Regions from separate parts of the Sus scrofa genome. Here region 1 is linked to region 2. Evidence: chromatin contacts called from public HiChIP or PLAC-seq data. All regions are on one chromosome and are shown on one strand. Each heading gives the region's core, a stretch centred on a gene start, on an enhancer-like site or on the middle of the called end of the contact. The rest is flanking DNA. Distances are from core to core; before and after follow the strand shown. Region 1 overlaps LOC110257555 (a long non-coding RNA gene). Region 2 overlaps EEPD1 (endonuclease/exonuclease/phosphatase family domain-containing protein 1).

Evidence for each region. HiChIP or PLAC-seq counts read pairs in DNA pulled down with a chosen protein or histone mark.
Region 1: a contact with region 2 is called in an H3K27ac HiChIP or PLAC-seq map of alveolar macrophages. The contact joins two enhancer-like sites. A contact is called at or near these places in 1 of 5 promoter capture datasets (fetal skeletal muscle), 3 of 47 Hi-C or Micro-C datasets (liver and skeletal muscle) and 2 of 2 datasets of contacts at active chromatin or transcription factors (alveolar macrophages and skeletal muscle).

The regions. Positions count from the first base shown.
Region 1 is chr18:38,002,217-38,007,493 of Sscrofa11.1, forward strand. LOC110257555 (a long non-coding RNA gene) reads left to right here. Exons shown (of 3, transcript XR_002340333.1): 3 at 1-215. Among named protein-coding and RNA genes, the nearest start is that of EEPD1, 56 kb to the left of the region's middle. Within about 2 kb of position 2,880, at least 4 of the 83 cell types and tissues checked have an H3K27ac peak or open chromatin away from gene starts, as enhancers often do. A contact at or near this core is called in alveolar macrophages, where this site is marked.
Region 2 is chr18:37,929,411-37,934,951 of Sscrofa11.1, forward strand. The region is part of intron 2 of EEPD1 (endonuclease/exonuclease/phosphatase family domain-containing protein 1); the gene reads right to left. Among named protein-coding and RNA genes, the nearest start is that of EEPD1, 17 kb to the right of the region's middle. Within about 2 kb of position 2,036, at least 5 of the 83 cell types and tissues checked have an H3K27ac peak or open chromatin away from gene starts, as enhancers often do. A contact at or near this core is called in alveolar macrophages, where this site is marked.

The sequences.
Region 1 (5,277 bases), core at 1,630-4,129, 74 kb after region 2:
GGTGGATGGTTCACTACTCTCAAGTTTGCAAACTTAACGGCCAGCCCGGTAGTGGGTCGAATTGGCTCCCCTCAAAAGAGATGTTCAGGCATTGAGCCACTCATTATTATAGAAACACAAATCAAAACCACTAGGAGGTATCACCTTACACCCGCCAGAATGGCCATCATCAAAAAGTCTACAAACAATAAGTATTGGAGAGGGTGTGGAGAAAAAGGAACCCTAGTACACTGTTGGTGGGATTGTAAATTGGTGTAACCACTGTGGAAAGCAGTATGGAGATTCCTCAGAAAACTAAACATAGAACTACCATCTGATCCAGCAATCCCAGCCCTGGGCATCTATCCGGAGAAAACCATGACTCGCAAAGACACATGTACCCCAATGTTCACTGCAGCACTATTTGCAATAGCCAATACATGGAAACAACCTAGCTGTCCATCAACAGAGGAGTGGATCCAGAAGATGTGGTACATATACACAATGGAATATTACTCAGCCATTAAAAAGAATGAAATACTGGCATTTTTAGCAACATGGATGGACCTAGAAATTATCATGTTGAGTGAAGTCAGCCATACAATGAGACACCAACATCAAATGTTATCACTGACATGTGGAATATAAAAAGAGGATGCAATGAACTTCTTTGCAGAACAGATGCTGACTCACAGACTTTGAAAAACTTATGGCTTCCAAAGGAGACAGGTTGGGGGGTGGGGGGATGCACTGAGGGTTTGGGATGGAAATGCTATAAAATTTGTTTGTGATGATTGTTGTACACCTATAAATGTAATAAAATCCATTAAGTAATAAAAAAAGAAAAAATTAATTAATTAATTAAAAAAAGAGAGATGTTCAAATCCTAATCCCTGCTCCCTGTGAAAATGGCTTTATTTGGAAATAGGGTCTTTGCCGAGGTAACTAAATGAAAGACTCATGATATGCTTCTGGCGTAAGGGCAGACCCTAAATCCAGTGACTGGTGTCCTTATGAGAGGAAAGGGGAAGATGTGACACAGGGAGAAGGGCATGGGAAGGTGGAGGGTGATTAGAACGCTGTGACTGCAAGTCAAGGGGTGCCCGGGATGGGCAGCAGGCACTGGAGGGTGAAGAAGGGTGTGGAATAGATTCTCCCTCAGAACCTCCAGAAGGAGCCGACCCTGCTTGTACCTTTGTTTCAGACTTGTAGCCTCAGCCCTGTGAGAGAATCAGTTTCTGTTGTTTGAAGCCATCCAGGCTGTGGCCCCTTGCTGTGGCGGCCGCCTGGACACTGATAAAGTCCTGCTCTTTGCCATAAGATTAGTACAGCTGCTTCTCTGCAGGTGTTATGGGGGTTCCAGGCACTGAGCTGAACGCACGCTAGCTCCCTGGAGCTTCCTGCTCATTCGATGAGGCAGATCCATTGTTACTCTGCTCATTAGCAGTAATAACTAAAGAGTTATTACTAATTACGACGAATGAGTAGTAATAATAGTTGTAATATAGGAGCTGGTAAGTCATCAGGTCCAAGCTGAGTGGGTGCCTGGAGGGATGGACTCTGACACAAGCAGTTAAATCTCATCCCCCAAAACTTGCACCTCTGGACAAGGATGACTGCAGTGGAAGGGGTGGCTGTCCAGGGGCGTGGAGGGCATGGATGCTCAGCCCTGGTCCCAAGGTCTGCGTAGCTTCACAGTGGCCCCAGAGTGGCAGTGGGCCAATTGTCCTGAGAGCATCCAGGGCATCCCCTCTGCCACCTCCCCACTCAGTAGACCAGAGAGGTGCAGCACTTTCTCTAAGGACACACAGCTCTCCGAGGCAGTCAGCAAGAGAGCATGGCTCCCTGGTCCTTGTATCCCAAAAATGCCCAGGGATGATGGGTTCCTCCTCCAGCGCAGCTGAAAGGATTCCAGACCAGGCACCTCCGTGGAGTGCCTGTTCTTGACCTCCGCCACCAGGCGCATCCGGAGAGGATTTAGAGCAGAAGGACCTGTAAATACCACCTACGGGTTCACCGCTCCTCACACTGACTCCCAAGTCCCCAAAGCTCCGAAAACCTGAAGCTTGGCGCATACCTAACTTGGTAGCAAAAAACCTGACCTAAATTCCTGTGCGGCTCTTTATAATCTTTATGTACTGAACTGTGGGGACTATTTCACTGCAGAAATATTAACGTGCTTCATTTCAGGGTGCCGCCCCAGACCATACTAGCACTTATGTAAGACATGACATGTATACTATAATTTCTTCCTAAAATCCAAAACATCCTGCATTTTTGTTTCTGATTTTAGAACACATCTGGCCCAAGAATTTCAGGTTAGAGAGTGGGGTCCTCTTCTAATTTCCTCAAGCCTGACTCCACCTGGGAAGAATTAGATACGGGGGACCAGCAGCAACTCGGTCTCTTACATCCAGGAGAGGATGTTTAATTCTCAAAAAGAGAAAAGAAAAAAGTTTTCATTGAATTTAAGGTAGCATTGAGGTAGAAAAATGGAACTTTTCAAGTCAGAGAGTTCTGGGTGCAAATTCGAGTTTCAAAGGTTCATGACTCTCTTGCAGCTACACAGTAACATCTGTGAAACGTCTGTAATGTGGGAGCAGTTGCAGCTAGCATACCGGGCTATGTGGATATGAGTCTGCAGTGAGTACCTAGGAGGAGAAACACTCTAACTCCATAAAGAGAGCATTCCCCCACCCCCGACTCCTTAATGAAATTCCTCCCCCGACACCGGTCAAATTGTAAATTCTCAGAAAGAAAATAACATTCCTTCCAATTCTTAGCAACAGATATTTGGGACATGGAACCGAGATTATTCTGTGTCACAATCACGCTCTGCATTTGCCAAGCTCCTGCCAGTGAGTCATCCCAGGATTTTAAAGACGCTGCCTAACTCACCCGGCACATCTGGGGACAAAGACAGGACAGAGACCAAGGGCAACGCAGGCCACCCTAAGCCTCAGCCCTGACTGCTCCCATTTGCTATTAATGGGGGAATCTGCTTTTAAATGTCCCCCTGCCCCTTTTACGTCCTCAAGGGACTCTAGAGGGGGCCAGGCCCGCAGGACATCAGGTGGGAACTGTGAAACTAGAAGACCCTGGGGATTTGCAGGGTGAGATTTCACAGGAGACTCTCCCCTGGCGCAGAGAGGGGGCCTGAGGAAATGCTGCTGCGGGGAGAAAAGGCCATCTTTTCTCTTACTCAGCTGATCTCCTTTTCTTCTCTTTGAAAATGTGGGGTCTTGTCCTTGAGCCCTATTATTGCCATTAATCCCATGGCCTCATCCAGCTAATCAGTAAAAAGCCTTTGGGGTCTTTGATTATCCAGGATCTGGTGAGAGGCGCTGGTGATTGGTGCCCCCCACTCCACCCCTGCCAACCCAGGCCCCTGCTGCCTGCCCCTCCCCAGGGACCCCCAGACTTCATACATCTTGTGGGATTTGTGACTCTGACCTTGAAGACACTCGGTCTGGGAGACAGGAGATTCAATTTGTGTTTTATCCTGAGGGATATCTGCTGCCGACAAGTCTCAAAGGAATGTTCAGACCAGGACAAACTCTTCTTTCCGTGGTTTCAAACTTCACAAGGCAGAGTAGTTCCCTGTGGTCTAGGGTAAAGGATCTGGTGCGGCGCCACAGGTCCGATCCATGGCCCGAGCATTTCCGCAAGCCACACGCACAACCCCCACAAGATATAATTAAAATCAGAGCAATCGAACTTCACAAGGTGATGCTGCAGCCGGGTTACAGGTCGGTGGGGTACGGACAGTGATGGAAGGAAAAAAGAGCATCGGGCAGGGCCGGTCCTCTTCCTTCCTTTCTGCCCCTCACACGTCAGGGTACCAGATGCTCACATCCCAGGCTGCTGGCCTGGAAGGCGGGTGAGAGGCTCGTGGGGGCTCAGAAGGATGAGCAGGAAAGGCTGGTGTAGTTTGGAGCAAAAACTACTGATGGTAATGGTATTGAACCCGTGCCCTCTCCTCCTGAGAGAGGTCAAGCACTGGGCCCACACACCCAGCAATTCCTTCACTCCCTCATTCTCTCAGCAGCTTCCAAGCCCACAGCACAGACCCGGCTTTACTGTGCTTTCATAGCTTTGCTCATGCTGCTCGAAAGGGCTCTTATTCATCCTTTAAAACCCAGACTCAAATGTCACCTCCTTGGTCCAATGTTTTACTGTCTCCTGTGTCTCACCTTGAAATGCCCTGAACACAGTGATTCCTCTTGAGCTAAAATCCACTATTTTCCTGTCTTTATTGTCCTCTAGCCTTTGAGAAAATAGATCAGGGTGTCTTACTGGTCATGGTCTGTGCACCCCCAGTCAAGGTCCAGCACAGAGAAGTGCTCGATAATGTTCATGGGTTGACAATGCAGGACTTTTTCAAGCAGATACCCTTCAAGCATGACCAATTAAATTCAATAACTGAATCGCTTTGGTGTATAGTAGAAATTAAGTCAACAATGAAAATCAACTGTACTTCAAGAAAATACTTTTTTTGTCTTTTTAGGGCTACACCTGTGGCATATGGAGGTTCCCGGGCCAGGGGTTGAATTAGAGCTGTAGCTGCCGGCCTACAGCACAGCGACAGCCACACCAGATCTGAGCCTCATCTGCAACCTACACCACAACTCATGGCAACACTGGATCCTTAACCCACTGAGCAAAGCTAGGGATCAAATCTGCATCCTCATGGATACTAGTCAGATTCCTTTCCACTGAGCCATGACAGGAACTCCAAGAAAATAAATTTTTAAAAAATAAATAAAATTTTTAAAAAGTGGTATGGGCATGGGAGGGGATGGGGAGGCAGGACAGCTGAAAGCAAAACTCTTCTGAGAGGCCTGACTCCTGGCACTTTCTTAACCAGGTGCCTGGAGGCTGTACAGTGAGGTGCTTTTGAGCGGACTGTGCAGTGGACATGATTGTGCAGTGGACACGGCAGCGTCCCATCAAGGTGCCCTAGCCCCACGCCGGCACTGTGTACCCACCAGCTCCTGAGCCTCGCTCCCAGGACTCATCCTTGTGATCCTGTTCATGGAACTGCCCTTGGGCTCCTGAGCTCCTAGAGCCAATTGGACAGCAGGTGCAGAGGGCTGCAGGCCGCTGGGCATCCTGTCCAGGGTGCGCAGACCTGACTGGTGAGGGCATGTGAACACTCAGCTCCTTTGCCTCCAAGGCAGTTTCCAAGATGTAACCCCTGTTCTAGAGCATGCTATGGGATCGGGGTCAGGCGGTGTGGGGTGGGGGACTTTGCCTGAAACAGAGCCCTTGCTGGCTTCCCTCCCCCCTCCTTACCAT
Region 2 (5,541 bases), core at 786-3,285:
CCACTGAGCCACAAGAGTACTTCCCAGAAAAGACAATTTTTAAAGGAAACCAAGTGGGGCCTAGCACTGACAGACGAGAGAGTGTTATAAACTGAAGAGTATGATGACTCGCCTCTCCAGAGAGGGGCTCAACAGAATGAGTGAGAAAACCTCACACCTGTCATTTCGTCTGTCTGGGGCAACTGAGGCAGAGTCCTGGAGGAGGGGCTTCTTCAAGGTCCTTTCCTGGCCCAGAGTCCTGGGATCTGCAGATACTCTCCATGAACTGTCCGAAGCTCAGCTCTCACCACAAACCCTGGCAAACTGTACATTACATTTTGGCTTTGGGGGAAAACAAGTGCTAAAGTTCCATCCAAAACACATCATTTAAATGAGAAAATCAGAGGACACCAAGTGCTTCTCAAGGACAGTGTTACAGGCCCAGGGCAGCCAGCCCGCTCCAGCCAGAGTATGTAATGAAACACATCGAATGGAATTCTCCAGGTTCCTTCCCGGATTTGGGGGGCAGGGTGAGGGTGTTTCTGTAGGACGGTGGTCACTTTTTCCCATCACAAAGCAAATACTCTACGTTAGGCTCTGGTATGATGATCCTGCGACTGAGGGGCAAGGAAGGGGGGATACAGAGTGAAAAGGGAGTCAGCCCTCCCAAGTCTCGTATTTCATCAGCTCGGACACAGGTGTGAGAACAGTCTACCCAGATCTAGATAGATGGATCTCCAAAGAAGATGTGCAAATGGCCCGTAAACCCATGAGAAGTTGCCCCATATCAGTAGCCATTGGGGCAATGCAACTAAAACCCCTAATGAGATACCACCTCAGGCCCACTAGTCTGGCTATAATAAAAAAGAAGCAATAACAAGTGTCAGAGAGACCAACTATAATGGAAAAAAAAATCATGAAAAATAGCTACAAGGACATATTGTACAACTTGGAATATAGCCAATATTTTATAACTTAAGTGGACTAGAAACTTTAAAAATTGCAAACCACTATATTGTATACCTGTAACATAAAATATTTTACAACTATACATCAATTTTTTAAAAAAGAGTACTCGCCCAATCCTGCCCCCCCCCAAATAAAAAACAAAAAAACAAACAAGCGTCAGAGAGGATGTGGAGGAACAGGAACCCTCCTATACTGCTGGTGGGAATGTGAAACAGTGTAGCCATTCTGGAAAACAGTCTGCCAGTTCCTCAGAATGTTAAAGACAGAGTTACCACATGACTTAGCGACTCTACTCTTAGGTATAAACCCAAGGGAAATGAAAATATACATCATGTAAAAACTTGTACAATAATGTTCATAGCAGCACTAGTCACTGTAGCCCCCAAGTAAAAACCACCCAGATGTCTGCCAGGTGATGATGAGATAAAGAAAATGATGTATATCTATAAGATGGAATATTATTCAACCATAAAAAAGAACTCTACATGTGACAACACAGATGAACCTAAGCAAAAGAAGCCAGACACAAAAGGCCATGTAATTATTACATAATTTCCTTTATAGGGAATGTCCAGAACAGGCAAATCCACAGAGACAGAAAGTAGATGAGCCGTTGCCTGGGGCTGAGAAGAGGGGAGGGTTTGGGTTTTGGGTTTGGAGTTTCCTTGTGGGGTGACGAAAATGTGCTGAAGTAGTGGTGATGGTGGCATGACCCTGTGAATACACCATAAACCAGTGAATTGCATATTTTGAAAGGGATGAATTGTATGGAATGGAAATCATATCTCAATTTTTAAAAAATTCCATGCCCCAAAGGCCTTAAATTCCTGACCTCACTGGATGACAAAACTGGATAATTTCCTCAAGCACCAGCTGGGTCCCACTCGAGGGAGCACCCTCTATTAAACTTGTCTCTCATACTTTCTAAATATAAAAAGGCTAGGAAAGAACTGCCCCCTTCCTTAATCTCCTGGTCCCACCTCTAGGTTTATGGATTCTCTGAGCCCAAACTCTGAACATAAAAAGAGTTTGGGCTCTGAGTAATTCTGCCTGGCTTTCAACTGCTGCTCTACACTTAGCAACCACGTGACTCAGGCAAGTTTACTTAAGTTGTTTAAGATAAGCTTCCTTATAGAGACAATAAGGTCCCTCTGTATAGCACAGGGAACAACATCCAATTTCCTGGGCTAGACCATGATGGAAAATAAAAAGAATATATATACATATATATATATATATAGACAGAGAGAGAGAGAGGGAGGGAGAGAGAGAACGAGCTGACTCACTTGGCTGTACAGTAGAAACTGGCACGACACTGCAGATCAACTAAGCTTTAATTAAAAAACAAAACAAAACCCAAAAAAGACTCTGTGTGTATAGCAAATCTACTCAATAGTCAAATCTACTCAATAGTCTCTATGGGAAAAAAGAATGGATACATGTACATGCAGAGTTGATTCACTTTGCTGTACACCTGAAACTAATGCAACACGGTACGTCAACTACACTCCAATAAAATTAGAAACAAATAGGAGTTCCCGCTGTGGCTCAGTAGGTTAAGAACCCGATCAGGATCCATGAGGATATGGGTTTGATCCCTGGCCTTGCTGGGTGGGTTAAGGATCCAGCATTGCCAAGGGCTGGGGTGTAGGCTGCAGATGTGGGTCGAACCTGGTGTTGCTGTGGCTGTGGTGTAGGCCGGCAGCTGCGGTTGGTTTCTCCAATTTGGCCCCTAGCCTGGGAACTTCCATCTGCCGTGGGTGCTGCCCTAAAAAGACAAAAAATACATTTCTTTTTTAAATAAAAAAAGAGACGTTTCCTTATGAGTAAGATAGGAATCATTCACCTACCTCACAGTAATGGTGTAAAGATTGAGTTAATGAATATAAAGGGCTGAGCAACAGCATATGGACAAAGTAAATAAGTCAATAGAAGCCAGGGGTCATCTCTCATTTCCGCAAATGCCTGAGTGTTGCGGTGCTGAAACTGGGCTGTATGTACCGTCTGGCTGTGCAGGGGGCTTCACAGAGACAATGACAACAGGACTGTGATGAGAGGGGAAACACATGCCAACGGTAGGCACCTGCAGCTGGGGTGCTTAAGAGCAAGTCAGGGAAAGCTGAACTTGAGCAGGCTTCACAGCCACCCTTCTGAATCTCCCCTTCCCTTGGTCATGCTAAAAGGCACAAAAGTTTTAAAGGGCAAAGCAAAGAACTTGGCAAAGTGGAGCTGCTGCCTTGGCAGGGTGGGTAGGGTGGGAGGGTCACTGCTGGCATTTCAGGAGAAAACCAAGGACTGGCAAGTCGGGAAGGAGAGAAGTTCAAGAGAAACCAACCGCAGCCCCTAGGAGCAGGTGCGTACTTGTGGCGGCCCAGCCAGAAAGCCGTTCCTTCTGTCCTGCAGTCCGTCACCCAAGGAACTCCACTGTATTGGCTCCAGCATTTAAACTGTTAAAGGTACTTGAAGTCATGACTGCTCTAGGAAAAACCAAGAGGAATGGGTTCCTCACAAATAGCCGAGGAGGTTCCTGGGCGATTTTTCTTCGACCGTCTTGCTGTGGCCTGAACTGTAATCCCCCCAGAGTCATATGTTGAAATCCTAACCTCCACCACTTCACTGTGTGACTGTATCTGGATGTCATGAGAGCAGCCCCAATCCAGTAAGACTGGTGTCCTTAGAAGAAAGGGAAATTTGGACACAGACAGGTACCAAGGGAAGACCATGTAAAAACACATGGAGATAACAGCTTGTCAAGGAAAGAAGCCTCAGAAGAAACCAACCCTGTAGAAACCTTGAACTTGGACTTCTAGCTTCCAGAACGGCAAGAAAATTAATTTGTTTTGTTTAAGCCACCCAATCCGTGCCACTCTGCTATGACAGCCCTAGCCAATCAATACAATCTTACCTGTAGAAACAACTGCTTTTCCTTCACTGAAGTGAAGGGCATTTGGTAGGAAGGGTGATCATTTTCCCTCTCTGTGGAAGAAGCCTCAGGGCTGGGAGGGACGTCTGTGATTCAGAAGAACTACATCCATTTAATACAGCCTTTACCAATATAATCAGTCAATAAAAATACCACCGTTGTTTTTATGAACACAGGTAACTTTATTTGACATCAGGGGCTACGGGTGACCTTGCAGTCTCATCGCTCACTCATCACCCAGTTTCTTTCTATATCTTTCTTTGGTAGATCAATGACAAGAAATTCCTGATGTTAGTACATTAGATAAATTGTTGCCAAGAGTAATATTCTGAACAAGCATCTTAGAGTCTCAGATGTTCTTCCATTTGCTCAAAAGTTTAAAGGACAGAAGCAACTTTTCATTCCAAGTTGAACCTCTAACAATATCTAACAACTCCTTGCATTTTTATTGTAAACGTTGGAGGCATCAAAACTAACACAATGCAAGTTTACAATCCATTGCCTATGGTCCTGCCTAGCATTTAACAGAGCTCAGCCTGTGAGTACTGGGATGCCATGGTCTCTCACTCGGTTTCACGGGCGTGGACATGAACTTAACCTGAGCAAAAATCAAACCTCAAGACTACATTCAGAACAGTTAAAAAAGAGGCTGCAGAGTTACAAACTTGGGAGGTGTTTTATACACCACCAAATCCAGTCTACCTGCTCATTAAGCTCCTCCTAGCTTATAATTATTCTTGAGTTTCACAAGCAGGCTACCTATGGCACTGAAGAAAATGCTAACGAGAACAGGTCTTAAGTCATACATTTTTAAAAAGCTCATTACTGGTTCACCTCCAAAAGATGCAGGAGATTTTAGGGGGGAGAACTGGGTCAATGAACTTTGAATTTATAACTAGTTATATTTTGGGGTTAATCCTCTAGGAAACATAATAGCAGGTCAGTAACGATCTGCGGTTGCTGCCTGGGGTCTACAATATACAATCACAGCAAATAACTGTCACTAAACTACAGCAACAATATAGCCTGGGTTAGGTACCTGTGCTCTTAAAAACACAAGGGATGTTCTCTTAGCCAACCCCTGCTCAAGGGACCCACCAGACTGTCCCCATTCCCTGTGTAAAACACGCTGAGGTCCAGACTCCTGGCGTGCTGAGTGCTCCTGGCCATTGGCTGTACACTTCCCCTCTCAAGTAGGGCACCATGTTCTCACCCAAGATCAGCGATGTTTGTCCCCAGACTTGTTTATTATGTCACTTGTGCATATTACGACCATCTCCTAAATGTGACATCAACTTCTGAAACAGGAGTGAGCAGTAAGAGAAGCTGTTTGTAAAAAAGGGAAGATGAATGTCTGGAAAGCCTCTATGAAAGCAAATGGTTTAAAGAAACTACTGTCAAAAGAGATGTGGGCAAGGTGATTGTAAAAAGACCGAAAAGTCATAAAAATATAGTATCCCGCACTCAGATTGCTTTGCAAATATCCTTGTTTCACACTGAACAAAGAAATACTGGATACACACACACACACACACACACACACAGATCATGACTAGGAAACTCAAACCACGTTGGTGAAGGGAGCACCTAGTCTAGGATAAAGGCTGGGGTGATGAATAAAATACAAATGTGTGGAAAGGTATTAGTAAACTTAAGAGTAGCTTTTTATC